Linked DNA regions of Mus musculus: region 1 is linked to region 2. The links are chromatin contacts, called in public promoter capture Hi-C maps. All regions are on one chromosome and are shown on one strand. The core of a region is the stretch at or near the end of the contact, and the rest is flanking DNA. Distances in the headings are between cores, read along the strand shown.

The links. Promoter capture Hi-C pulls out the DNA fragments that hold promoters and counts their contacts.
Region 1: a contact with region 2 is called in a promoter capture Hi-C map of second pharyngeal arch cranial neural crest. The contact joins the promoter of Pex5 here to the promoter of Iqsec3 in region 2. A contact is called at or near these places in 1 of 39 promoter capture datasets (second pharyngeal arch cranial neural crest) and 1 of 115 datasets of contacts at active chromatin or transcription factors (astrocytes).

The regions. Positions count from the first base shown.
Region 1 is chr6:124,412,984-124,418,677 of GRCm38.p6, forward strand. It overlaps Pex5 (peroxisomal biogenesis factor 5), which reads right to left and starts at 2,084. Exons shown (of 16, transcript NM_001277805.1): 1 at 1,990-2,084; 2 at 1,304-1,467; 3 at 1,024-1,059; 4 at 586-718; 5 at 286-417. The coding sequence starts at 1,450. D830015G05Rik (a long non-coding RNA gene) reads left to right here and starts at 2,089. Exons shown (of 4, transcript XR_378022.4): 1 at 2,089-2,908.
Region 2 is chr6:121,472,200-121,477,919 of GRCm38.p6, forward strand. It overlaps Iqsec3 (IQ motif and Sec7 domain 3), which reads right to left and starts at 1,479. Exons shown (of 14, transcript NM_001033354.3): 1 at 826-1,479. The coding sequence starts at 1,364.

The sequences.
Region 1 (5,694 bases), core at 834-3,333, 2.9 Mb after region 2:
TACTGATAAAGAGGCAGATCTAATCTCTCATTCATATTCTCTCTCTCCCTCTCCACCCCCTCTCTTTTTTTTCCAACCAAACCCACTTTTCTCTTTATTATGTTTTGATTACCTACAATTGTTATAAGAAGTCACATTTAACATCCTACAGAAATGAATCAAGAAACTAGAAAAGTCATTAGTAGCGAAAATCACCTTCCATCCCAAGAGGAATCAGGACGCCCAGCAACACAGGACATGTAAATGCTCCCTAACAACTACTACAGATGTCCCCACAAGCCTCACCTGTAACTTCGGCGATGAATTCTTGGGACCAGTCGGTCTCATTATAATCTTGAGCTACATCCACAGCATCTCCAGCTGCAAGAAACTCCTGGGCCCAATTCTCAGACAAGGCCAAATCTGCCACACCAGGGGCTTAAAAGAGACAAGAGAAGACTAAGAAAAAAAGAAAACAGGTTCCTTCACACTCACTCATGGGCAACACCTCCTTTTTCTCCTCAGCATCTCAGTCCCCCGATGCCAGCAAAACCCAAGGATGGAAGCCCTCTGGCCTCTTCCCGTCTTACCAGGCCCTGAACCCACCTCTCTGAGGAGCCTGGCGAAAGTTTGACTGTTCAATCTCCTGCATCTCTGCCAGGAGGTCATCCATCTTGAAGGTCTGAGGGGCTCGGGATACAAGAGTTGCATTCTGGTCCTGCAGGAATTCTGACACCAACTATTACAGAGAGATGGTCGGATGAACATTAGGATCAGAGGGCCTCAGCCAGAGGCAGGGCCCACTGATGTTGGACAGAGAAACGAAAACTGGAGATAAATAAAGAAAAAAAAAAATCTATCTGTAAATTTGGAAACCAGAAAAATACCCCAAAAAGTAGACGAAAACATTGGCAGGCAATCTCATTTGGTAAAGAGAGTTCAAAGACTGAAGTATGAGTGGACTGATTTAAAAAAAAAAAAAAATCACCACAACCCCCCCCCCCAAAAAAAAAAAAAGACAGAAAAGAAACTTGCTCTGTTTACCTCGTCTTCAGTTCCTACTCCCAAAGGCTTGGAAACCTAAGATAAGAAGGAAAGAGACAATAGCAGGCTACAACCCAACTCTAACTCTACTGCTTAGGTGGCCTGAGGCAAGTCAAGAGCCTTCACAAAGCCTCAGCTTCTTTGTCTATAAAATAGTAGTCCTTGTCTGTGTAAAGCCGCACAAGGCTCACTCCAGTGTTACTGAATGGTGACTGCTATTACTTTAACACAGAGAAAGCAGCTGTCAGGTGGAAGAAATAGGCTCTCCTAGAACACTCACGGTCTCTGCTGCTGAGGCTCCCGGAGGCCAGGGGCCAGGCCTCAGTCCCTCCTGCCGAAGGGCCTTGTCCTGGGTGAAATGGGTGGCCAGCTTCATCAGCGGGTTGGCACCCCCACATTCGCCCTCCACCAGCTCCCGCATTGCCATGGTGACCAGCAGCTTCCCTGATGGACAGAAGATTAGAACTGTGGTCGGGAAGCCAGACTTTCCCAACGCACGCCTCAGGCCCTATCTAGAGCAGATGGGCCCACGACGGCTCCACAAGGGCCAGGCCCCCGGGGCCACCCCCCGAGGTGTGTCTGGAGTCCAAGAGGAGGCTGTGTCCTGCCTTCCCACTCGAAACGCTGCTTTCGGCTCGGGCTTCCCCTCCAGCGGACGGCAGCTCAGACACCACCCGCCAACAGCAGCTCTACAAAAGGGCCTGGACCCCTGGGGAGCACGGGGAGCGCATCATAAACACGGCTAGACCCGAACTCTAACCTGACGAGGGACAGCGGGGACGCCTTCCACCGTACACCGGGACCCACACCCCCGGTCAGGCGCCAGCTGCGGGTCCCGATCCCAGCTCGTGTCACCTGAGCCCCCTCCCCGGCCGCGCCCGTCCCCGCCCAGCGCCCCGCGCCCCCAGCCCCGTCGCCCCAGCCTCGACCCCGTCCCACGAGGCCACCGCAGCGGCGGGGACTTACGGGCCTCGACCCCGCGCCCCCAGGCTCCAATGCTCGCCGTCGCGGGCCGCACCGTCCGACCGGCCGAGGCACCCGGAGTGGGCTGGGGGAAGGGAGGGGGCGGGAGCAAGGGGGCGGGACTCGGCCTTAAAGGGGCCGGGACGGCGGCGCTGCGGCCCAGCTCAACGGAAACGGGTAAAGGGGCGGGGCCTCAAGCTTGCGCAGCGTGATGGGCGGAGCCGAGATCCTTAAAGGAGACAGTCCTGGACAGTTGGATTGGGGAAACCTGCAGTAGTCCCTAGAACGCCAGGATTTATTAGTGGAAAACTCAGAGGACTGGAGCTAGAAGAGGCCTCTCTGGCTTTGGAGAAAAACCAAGGTTTCAGGTTCCACGGTTCAGCTCTCTTTCCTGGTTCTCCTGCACCTCTAAATCGCCCAAACTGAGCCCGGGAGATTTCGGAGGTCAAATCTATGACCTGCTTCGGCCTCCTAGGCCTGACCCCCCTTCCAACAGACGCTCCTTCAGGACAGCGTCACAGCCTCCAAGGAGACAGGGGCCTGCCTCTACCATCTCTGCGTAATGAAGAAAATAGCTCCGGATGATGACAAATTCTGGTGACTAAAATAGGGTCCAACGCATTTTGAGACCTCAATCCTGTAATGGATGGGGAGAGTGCTGTGAGTCACTCCTCTCTCCTCTTTCCTACTGGTCAAGGTCACGATGGCCTGATTCCCTGCAGCTCCAAGTTGGGGAAACGTGGCAAGGAATACCTTTGATCAGGGAATATGAACCTAAGCCTCAGGCTCCACCATCTGCCAGAGAAATGGCTCGGGTGCCAGACCTCAAGGTCACACTGGAAAGCAAACCTTGATAGCTCACCTAGGTCCAAGACCGACGGACTCCTTGACGTCCTGAGAAGGGGAGGGGTTCAGAGTGCTGGTAGGTGGGCTAGGAGGAAACTGGTTCTAGAAAGGCCTGACGTACGTCCCAACCCGGGGTGCGGGAGAAGCAGGTAGTCTGTAGGTGGCGCCCTGGGGCAGGCTTGGTTCTTTGCTGCCCTGATGATTTCAAAGGTAGCCTTCCTCAGGGAACACAGGCAGTGTAAATTCGTCCCTGGGAAAATAGAAATTGCCCTTATAACTGCAGTGGTTGAACAAGGCAGAATATTGTGCAATGTTTCTGTCTTTAGTACACTGTCAGTATCTTTCAGAGGCCCTAACACACACACATACACCCATTCTCCTTGACCACAAATTTCATCCCTGTCCACTGTTTCCAGGCTGCCATTGTAAAGAAAAAAACACCTAGCAACGAATAAACTAAACCACACCAAGGAGGAAAGGATGCCATCTTGGAAGATGAATATGTTAAAACAGGAGAATCTCTGGAGAAAGCAGTGTTTAAGGAAAGCATATGATGGTTTGAATTTCTGGTCATGGGGAAATGGGAGAGCATCTCCCAGAAGCATTCAAAACGCATCACACACATAACCTCCTACTCTGCTAGGAGGTTAGTAACTGATTAGCAGGAATTTACCATGCCAAGATCTTGGGAGAATAATTGAGATAATAACCGATGCTTATGAAATGCATGTTAACCCCCAGGTGTTGCCTTAAGCACTTGGTGAGCATTAGCACTTTTAATCATAATCTTCATAATACTCCTATGAGAAAGCTATTACTAACCTCCTTTTACAAATAAGACTTGCACAAAAATCAAATAGCTAGGAAGTCAGAATCGATGCAAGCAGTTGGCAGCGTGGCTCAGTGGTAGAGGTGTTTATACACAGGCCTAAGGGCCTGAATTTAATCCCTTGGGCCCACAAAGTAGCAGAAAAGTTATTTCCCCTGAGAGTTGTGTACACACACACACCACACATACATCGTATACCGCACACAAATTTAAACAGTGCAAGCACCAGACACCTACAGCCCTGCATCCCAGACTTGGAGAAGTCTTCCTTGTAGACCTTAAAGACCTTTGATATAAGCCAAAGACTTCTTCACAATGCCTGGCCCACAGTCCCAGGGGAAAGGCTAAATTAAGTTATGTGGGTGCTTAATATTTATAATTAGCTCATTAAAGTTTTAAATATGAAACCATATCTTCTTCATCTAAGTTCAAAGTTAAAATCATATTTTACCCATAAAATAAGAAGTTATAAAATAAAGGTAAACATTCCTTAATATTTAGCCAATTCAAGAGGAATAGGCTGAAATCCTCTAATTTTCAGACCCAAGTTACATCACCACAGGCTTGATTTAAACATTTTTCAAATACTGACTTATATGATCCACTTCATAACTATTAATGTCAAGGCATCCCTGTTTAACAGGCGAGGGAACCGAGACAAAAACTGTTGGATCTTGCCTGGGACTGTGATATGGGTTTTAAAAGCTGGGACTTGCATCTAGGCCATTAGCATCAAGCTTTGTAAAGAGCCAATCAATGAACACGTTTGGATCTACACTGTCTGTCCCTGCTTCTCTGTCATTTCACAATAGGGCCATAGAACAAGCATGGCGGTATTCCAGTCAAAGTTCTTGTGAGCAATGAAGATACTGCTTCATTTAACTTCCACGATAAACCATTCTTATAACTTTATTTCAATTGCTTTAAGGGGGGGGACCCCACATGCCCAGCTTTTAGACTGTACGAAAACAGGGCACAGGCTCCGTCGTGCTTTGCTGGCCTCTGACCTAGATAGCCCAGTTCCTGGATCTTATTTTTCACTGTGTAACCAGACTCAAGCTTGCTGCAATTCCCAAGCCTCCACATCCTGTATGCTAGGATCGTGGACATGAGCTGCTGTGCCTGGCTTCAATGGAGAGGGGCATTATGGTGGTTCTCATGTAGCCCAGGCAGGCCTTGAATTCCCGGTCCTAGTTCTCCCTTCTGAGTGCTGGTATTACACACGTGTGACACCACACCCCTTGCTGAGATGAGCTCTGTCCCTGCCGGGATCCCTAGGCTGATTTCCTGACCAATAATGAAATCCACTTCTAGCTTATAACTTAACCAATTTTGTCAATTCTGTGTTCTTTAAGTGCAATTTACATTTACACAATTTCACTTGAACAAACAAATTTCTTTGTACGTTTTCAAGTCCACATTCTTTTCTCTTGGAGGGGGATGCTTTAGTTTGTTCTTGTTCTTGTTCTTACTGTTGTTCTTGTTTTTAAGACCAGAATCCATCAAGACATAGTAGTGCACAACTTTAATCCCAGTACTTGGGATGCAGAGGCAGGCAGATCTCTGAGTCAAAAAAAAAAAAAAAAAAAAAAAAAAAAAAAAAAAAAAAAAAGAAAGAAAGAAAGAAAGAAAGAAAGAGAGAGAGAGAAAACAAGAAAAGAAAAAAAGAATGAGGATCCAAACCCCCTCCCTGGGGTTGCTATACAAGAAATTGTGAACCAAGGTCTTCACACAGGCACATTTGGAAGGGTATCTTCTTTTAATTCAGTTGAGGTAAAAGTCTTACATAGTACTCAGAATCTCATATCACACTGCAAAAAATGTTCAGGTATCAATCAAAGTTCCCTCACTTACCAAGACCCCCGAACATCTCAGGCTGGACCGTATCAACATAAGCGCCCAGTTCTGAGATGACAGAGGCATTAGCGTTATTTTAGGGTACTTATCATTTAAGAAAAAGCTTCATTACCACAAAGGGGAGTTAATTGAGTGAGGAAAAGAAATCAGCAGAAAGGGCAGAGTGGAAGTGGGGG
Region 2 (5,720 bases), core at 229-2,728:
TCTCATTGTTCTCTTCCCATGATTTGAACCCAGATAAGCTTCTGAGTCAGTGGAGAGCTCCAGCCAGGTGAGTCCTCAAGCTGAAACAGAGACATCCAGGAGTCTGGAGGGTTGTTTCTGCGTATGCCTTGGCACTATAGAGGCTCAGCATAAAGATGTTCACTTGGGTCAGAAGGGAGAAAGCTTTCCCAAGTGAGCCACTCCTGGCTCTGACTCCCACTGCATCAGATAAAGAGCCAGCTCCTTCCCCTGGGCAGCGCTGTCTCCCACCATTCATCTTCCTGTATCCAGCTCCCCTGCCTGTTCCCGTTCCCCCCCCACCTCCTGTCCTTTGCTTTATCCTACCCACTCTAATCCTTGCTGCTGGACCCCAGCCCCTATAAAGCGCTTAAACTTCCTGATCAAGTCTGTTTTGGTGTCTCACTCTTTATTTAAACAGTTGTACTATGCAAACTCACTTCCGAATTTTTCCTAGCTTAAATCCTTCAATGGTCCCCTGCTTTGGCTTAATTTTTTTGCCCCCAACTTCCTCCCAATTTTATCTCCCTTAATTTCTGGAAGTTATCATTATCCCCAACCAGTTAAAGCCCATTCCTCTCATTTTTTGCTCCAAAGATGGTCCAAATACTTCCTTTGGCTCCAACCACCACAGACCTTCCAACGCGGATCTCAAGCCCTCCTTTGCGGGACTCTCCTTGACACATTTTTTTACCCAAGGCATTTTTGCCCGCTTCACTTCACAGTGCTCAAGTCCTTCACTCTTACACACAGATTTCCCATTTCCTCACACCCACTTGCTTCTCCCACCTCCTTGTCCCCACTCACTCGGGTCTCCTGCTCAGGACGCCCTTGCCGAGGGCGGCGGGGGATGCGTGTTGAAGCAGGGCTCCCGCGGCAGCACAACAACTCGAGGGACGCTCCTTCTCCTTGTCAGCTATGGCCCCGGGTGCCACCGGGTGCTGGTGGGGCGACTGAGGAGTCTGAACCCTGCTGCTGGGTGCAGGTTGGGGCTGCGCCAGGAGCTGACCGTGGTGCTGAAGCGGCGGCTCCGGTGAAGCGGGTATGAGCTGTCCGTGGTCCTGAAGCGGTTCCTGGGCCGCAGCGGCGGCCGGAGCAGTGACTGCAGGAGCAGGCAGTGGGGCAGACGGCGGCGGGGGAACCAGCCCAGGCGGAGGCTGGGCTTGCAGCAACTGCTGGTGTTCCCACAGGCTGCGGTTCTCCGCGCTCAGCTCGTCTAGACGCCGCTCCAGCTCATCGATGCGCTGGCGCTGGGTATGGATGAGGCTTTGCTGGTTCTGCACGATGGCCGTGAGCTCCTTGAGGTAGAGCACGGCGCGCACCGGGTTCTCCAGCAGGCTCTCCATGCCGCCCGCCGCCGCCTGCGCCCTGCCTGCGCCTAGGCGGGCGGCGGGGAGCGTGAGCGCGCAGGAGCCCAGCAGCCCAGCAGCTCTGGCGGTCGGTGGCCTCCCTCCCTCTCTCTCCCTCCCCTTCCCGCCGTCGCCTGCGCGTCACCGCCACACAGGCATTCGCACACGCACTGAGGGGCGGACCGGCGCCAGGGCCCACCTCCCACCTCTGGGCTTCGTGAGGAACCCTGCTTCCCGCGGGGGCGTAGGAGAGGCGGGTGGGGATGGGGAGCAGAGGGGAAGAGGCTGGGTCGAGCAAAATACTCTATGAAAATCCAGGATGGAGATCAGTCCTACCAGGGAAGAAGGAAGAGCCAACCCAAGCAGAAGCGCTGGGAAAGTGCTATAGAACTAAGACAAAAAGGAAGCCGCCAGAGAAAGATGAAGAATAAAGGAAGCTGCCAAAGACATAGAGAAGTACAGGCACCCAGCTCTAAAAGGTCACAGTCACGTTTTCCTGTATCTAGGCACCTCAGAGGCAGGGCCCATTTTTAAGACCTTCTAGGGAGGAGACACACCTGCCTTTTTGATGCTCAACAATTTGCTCTGTAGGATGTCCGTGAACAGTTATGAGACCCTAGAGAACAAGGCGTGTGTCTGTTGCTTAGTTCTGGCGGGGGTAAGTTAAGGCAGGAAGGCTGCACATGCAGGGATTTTTCTCTGGAAATGAGATCTCATGGCTCTTTGGACCTCTCTGACAGGAACAGAAACCAAATAGAACCTCTGAGGTTCCCGCTTCCAGAACCTTCTGAAGCAACCATTCTTTTTGACAGTTAGGAAGCACATGCAATTAGTAAATACTGGACTAGGAGATGATATAATAAAAACTACCAGGATGGATTTGTTGGCTTCTTGTAGCTTATAAGCAGTGGATCAAAGACTTAATAATTAATTTTGAAAGGTGGGAGTAAGACAGAGCTGTGATCAGAGTGTTGTAGGAGTCACCAGTCTGGGGATCTCCGGAATGCTTCTTGGAAGAATTAACATTTGAGGAGGGAGGGGTTTTCCTGGAAGCTCAGAGACATGAATCAACATGGAATTATCTGTTAATTTTTCAGTTTTTGCACATAACATCCACTAGATGCAGCATTATACTAGGTCAGCCAGGAGGAAAATTAAGGCAGGAAGGCTGCTAGGGCTAGATTTTTCTCTAGAAATGAGGTCTCAGGGTATTTGGAGTAATAATTCATATGCAACAGTGTGCGCTCATTCTGACTACACAGCTCCGTGGATTTTGACAGTATACACCCGATCGCTCATCACTACAAACAAAAAAACTGTTACGTGTAATAAGCACCCCTCTGCTCTGTTCAACTTCTTGTCCCCAGCCCCAGCTAAGCACTCATCTGCTTCCTCTAAACACACATTAGTTTTGCCTGTTGTGGAATCTAATATTAACGAAGTCACATAATGTATACTTGCTTGTGTCTGATATGTATGTGGTCCCTCCATTCCGTTACAAATACCATTAATTTCTTTTTTATTTTGGAGTGGTATCAACAACAGACATAGCATAGTTTTTTTTTTTTTCTTCCTTTATTTGCTGATGCTGTTGGTGGACATTTTTGTTGTTTAGCACTTTTTTCTTTTTTTGCAGGTGCAAGCTGACAAGTGACTCACTGTTGTTCTGAAGCTGAGCTCGGAGACAGCTTTTGGTTCTCTCTCTCTCTCTCTCTCTCTCTCTCTCTCTCTCGTTCACTGCAGTCTTTATTGGTTACACACTTCCTTGTTATACAATGATACATAATCAAAAGCCTTTTTATTATTTTCCTCAGACTCATTATTTTTCCTGAAAAACCCCACATAACTATTTCAGCAGAAAGCACTATGCACACATGAAGTCACAGTCCAGCATCTGCACAAGCAAGTTATACAATAACTCTTAACTCTCAGAAAGAAATAAACCTCGGAATCACAGGCCATCCAGGCATGAACTTGCAGTTACAGAATTACATGAGAGCAGAGAAGTAGCGCTTTTATTTTAAGAAAGAAAAGTTCACTGAGCTCACTGCACAGGGAAAATGGGCTGTGTAGTAATGAAAACACTGTTATCAGCAGTCTGCTCTGCCTGTATAGAATAAGCGTCTATTGTTACCAGAGGACCGGTGGAGATGCTTTGTCAAGAGTAAAAATCTAGAATTGGAATTCCGGATTGTTTAAATTAGGATGAAACTTCCTAGTGACCTTGCCCAGTGGTTGTGCTTTGGTTCCCAGCAGCTGTGCTGAGGCCTCCGGTTTCTCTCCTTTCCAGGGTTTCTTTTTTCTGGGTTTAGTTCTGGGCCGACTTTTATTTTCTTTCAGTACTTGCAAGCACAGTTCCTGGGTCCGTGGCTTGCATTTTCGGACGAGAAGTTTATGCCCATTCTTACTCCCATCATGACTCAAAGAAGGAGAAAAGCAGAAACACAGTGAATGACGGGGAGCCGAATCCGCAGGCGCGGTCTGGAGACAGCTGCTCTAAATATGTTTAAGGGCTTAAAGATATATATGAACACAATGGGGCAAGAAATGTGATTTTACAAAAAAAATAACTAAATGGAATTTATAAGCAGTGTTTCACCCCCTAGGAATGTAATATCTGAAATGAAATTTATACTGGATGGGCTTCCCAGCAGATGTATATTGCAGAAGTTCTAAGCATCAGTGAGTTCAAACATAAACTCTCTAGATTGTCTAATGTTTCTCTATAGGTCATTGAGTCTCTGGTGTCATGTTCTCAGTTTTTTAATTTTCTCTGTTACAGCTTGAAGATTCAACTGTATAAATTTCATCTATTTCTTTTTTTAAAAATATTCTTCCAATTTCTTTCTTCGCTCTGCTTGTTTTCTCTTATTTTGGGTTTTCCTTTTCCTGTCCCTTTACATGTGTAGCAAATGCTTTACATTTTGACTGTGATTTCACTAAGTCCACATTCTGTTATTTTTCCTTTAAGAGCACTGTTTTTTTGGTTGTTGTTTGTTTGTTTTTTGTTTTTTTTTTTTTTTTTTTTTTTGTCCTAGCAGGTAGATAGATTTCTTGGGTCTGCTTTCATTTTGAGCTTTGATAGGTCAAGTCTAGGAGGATGACCACTCTAGAGCTAATTCATCTTTCCTACTAAGGGCTGAACTCTGTGCCATCTCTTCCACTGTGTGTGTGTGTGTGTGTGTGTGTGTGTGAGAGAGAGAGAGAGAGAGAGAGAGAGAGAGAGAGAGAGAGAGAGAGAGAGTTTAAAGTGTTCAATTCACAGCCCAGCAGTGCTCAGAGTGGTCCCACTGTACTCCTTGTTATGGAGTCCCACTGTGTGCATTCCAGGTTAGTAACCATGAGGTGGGATAGAAAGATAGAAGGTAAGGGGTGAAAGGAACTCCTCACCTAGGAATCTTGTTGAAGCCTTTTGTCAACTGAGAATCAAGGAGTCCAACACCAGGAGTAAAATTTCATGAAGGCCTTTCTCTCTCTCCAGATAAAAATTTGAAAATTTGTGGAAATCTTGTCAGAAACCCCCTCTATAGTTAAATGGTGTTTTCTAACCCCCTGATGCAATTTCAGTGACTTCTGGTTCACCCTTACCAGATTATAACCAAAGCAAGATACCTCCAGAGCCACCCCATAATTTCACTTACTAAAAAGAGTATCCCTTTAAGACTTAGCTTAATAGTTACCAACATGGTATATATGGTTAGTTTTAAGACAATTATGACTTCTGTAGTGGAAAGCAACTCTTTATTTCTAATGCTTACTCTAGATATGATAGCAGAGTCATGGAACCTAGGATAAACATTAGAGTGAAATAGTTGGTTTCCACTACAGACTTCTCTTTTGAGGTCCATGCCCACACTTGAGTATGTCTTCTTCTTTCCCCAGAGAAAAATCTCTCTTTCTCGTAGTCATTGTGCTTAGAATCTATGATAGGAAGAAAGAAAGAAAGAAAGAAAGAAAGAAAGAAAGAAAGAAAGAAAGAAAGAGAGAGAGAGAGAGAGAGAGAAAGAAAGAGAGAAAGAAAGAGAGAAAGAAAGAGAGGAAGGAAGAGAGAAAGAAAGAGAGAAAGAGAAAGAAAAAAGTTTTTTAATAAATGGTAATCTTTCCCTAAGAAGTCATGCCTATGCCCTTTCTCACCACACCCATGCTCTCAGGTGTATTCTATTCTATTATCCCCCCCTCCTATTTTAAACAATAAACTTCTACTCTGCCTCATACTGGTTTGTCCTGAAATTCTTTTCTGCATCTAACCAGGGATCAGTTTCTTTGAGTTGAGTTTCCTAGGACAGCTAACGACCTCCTCTGGCCTCTGTAAGTGACAGCACAGAGCTGTGTCTCTGTCCCTGGTGCTGTTGA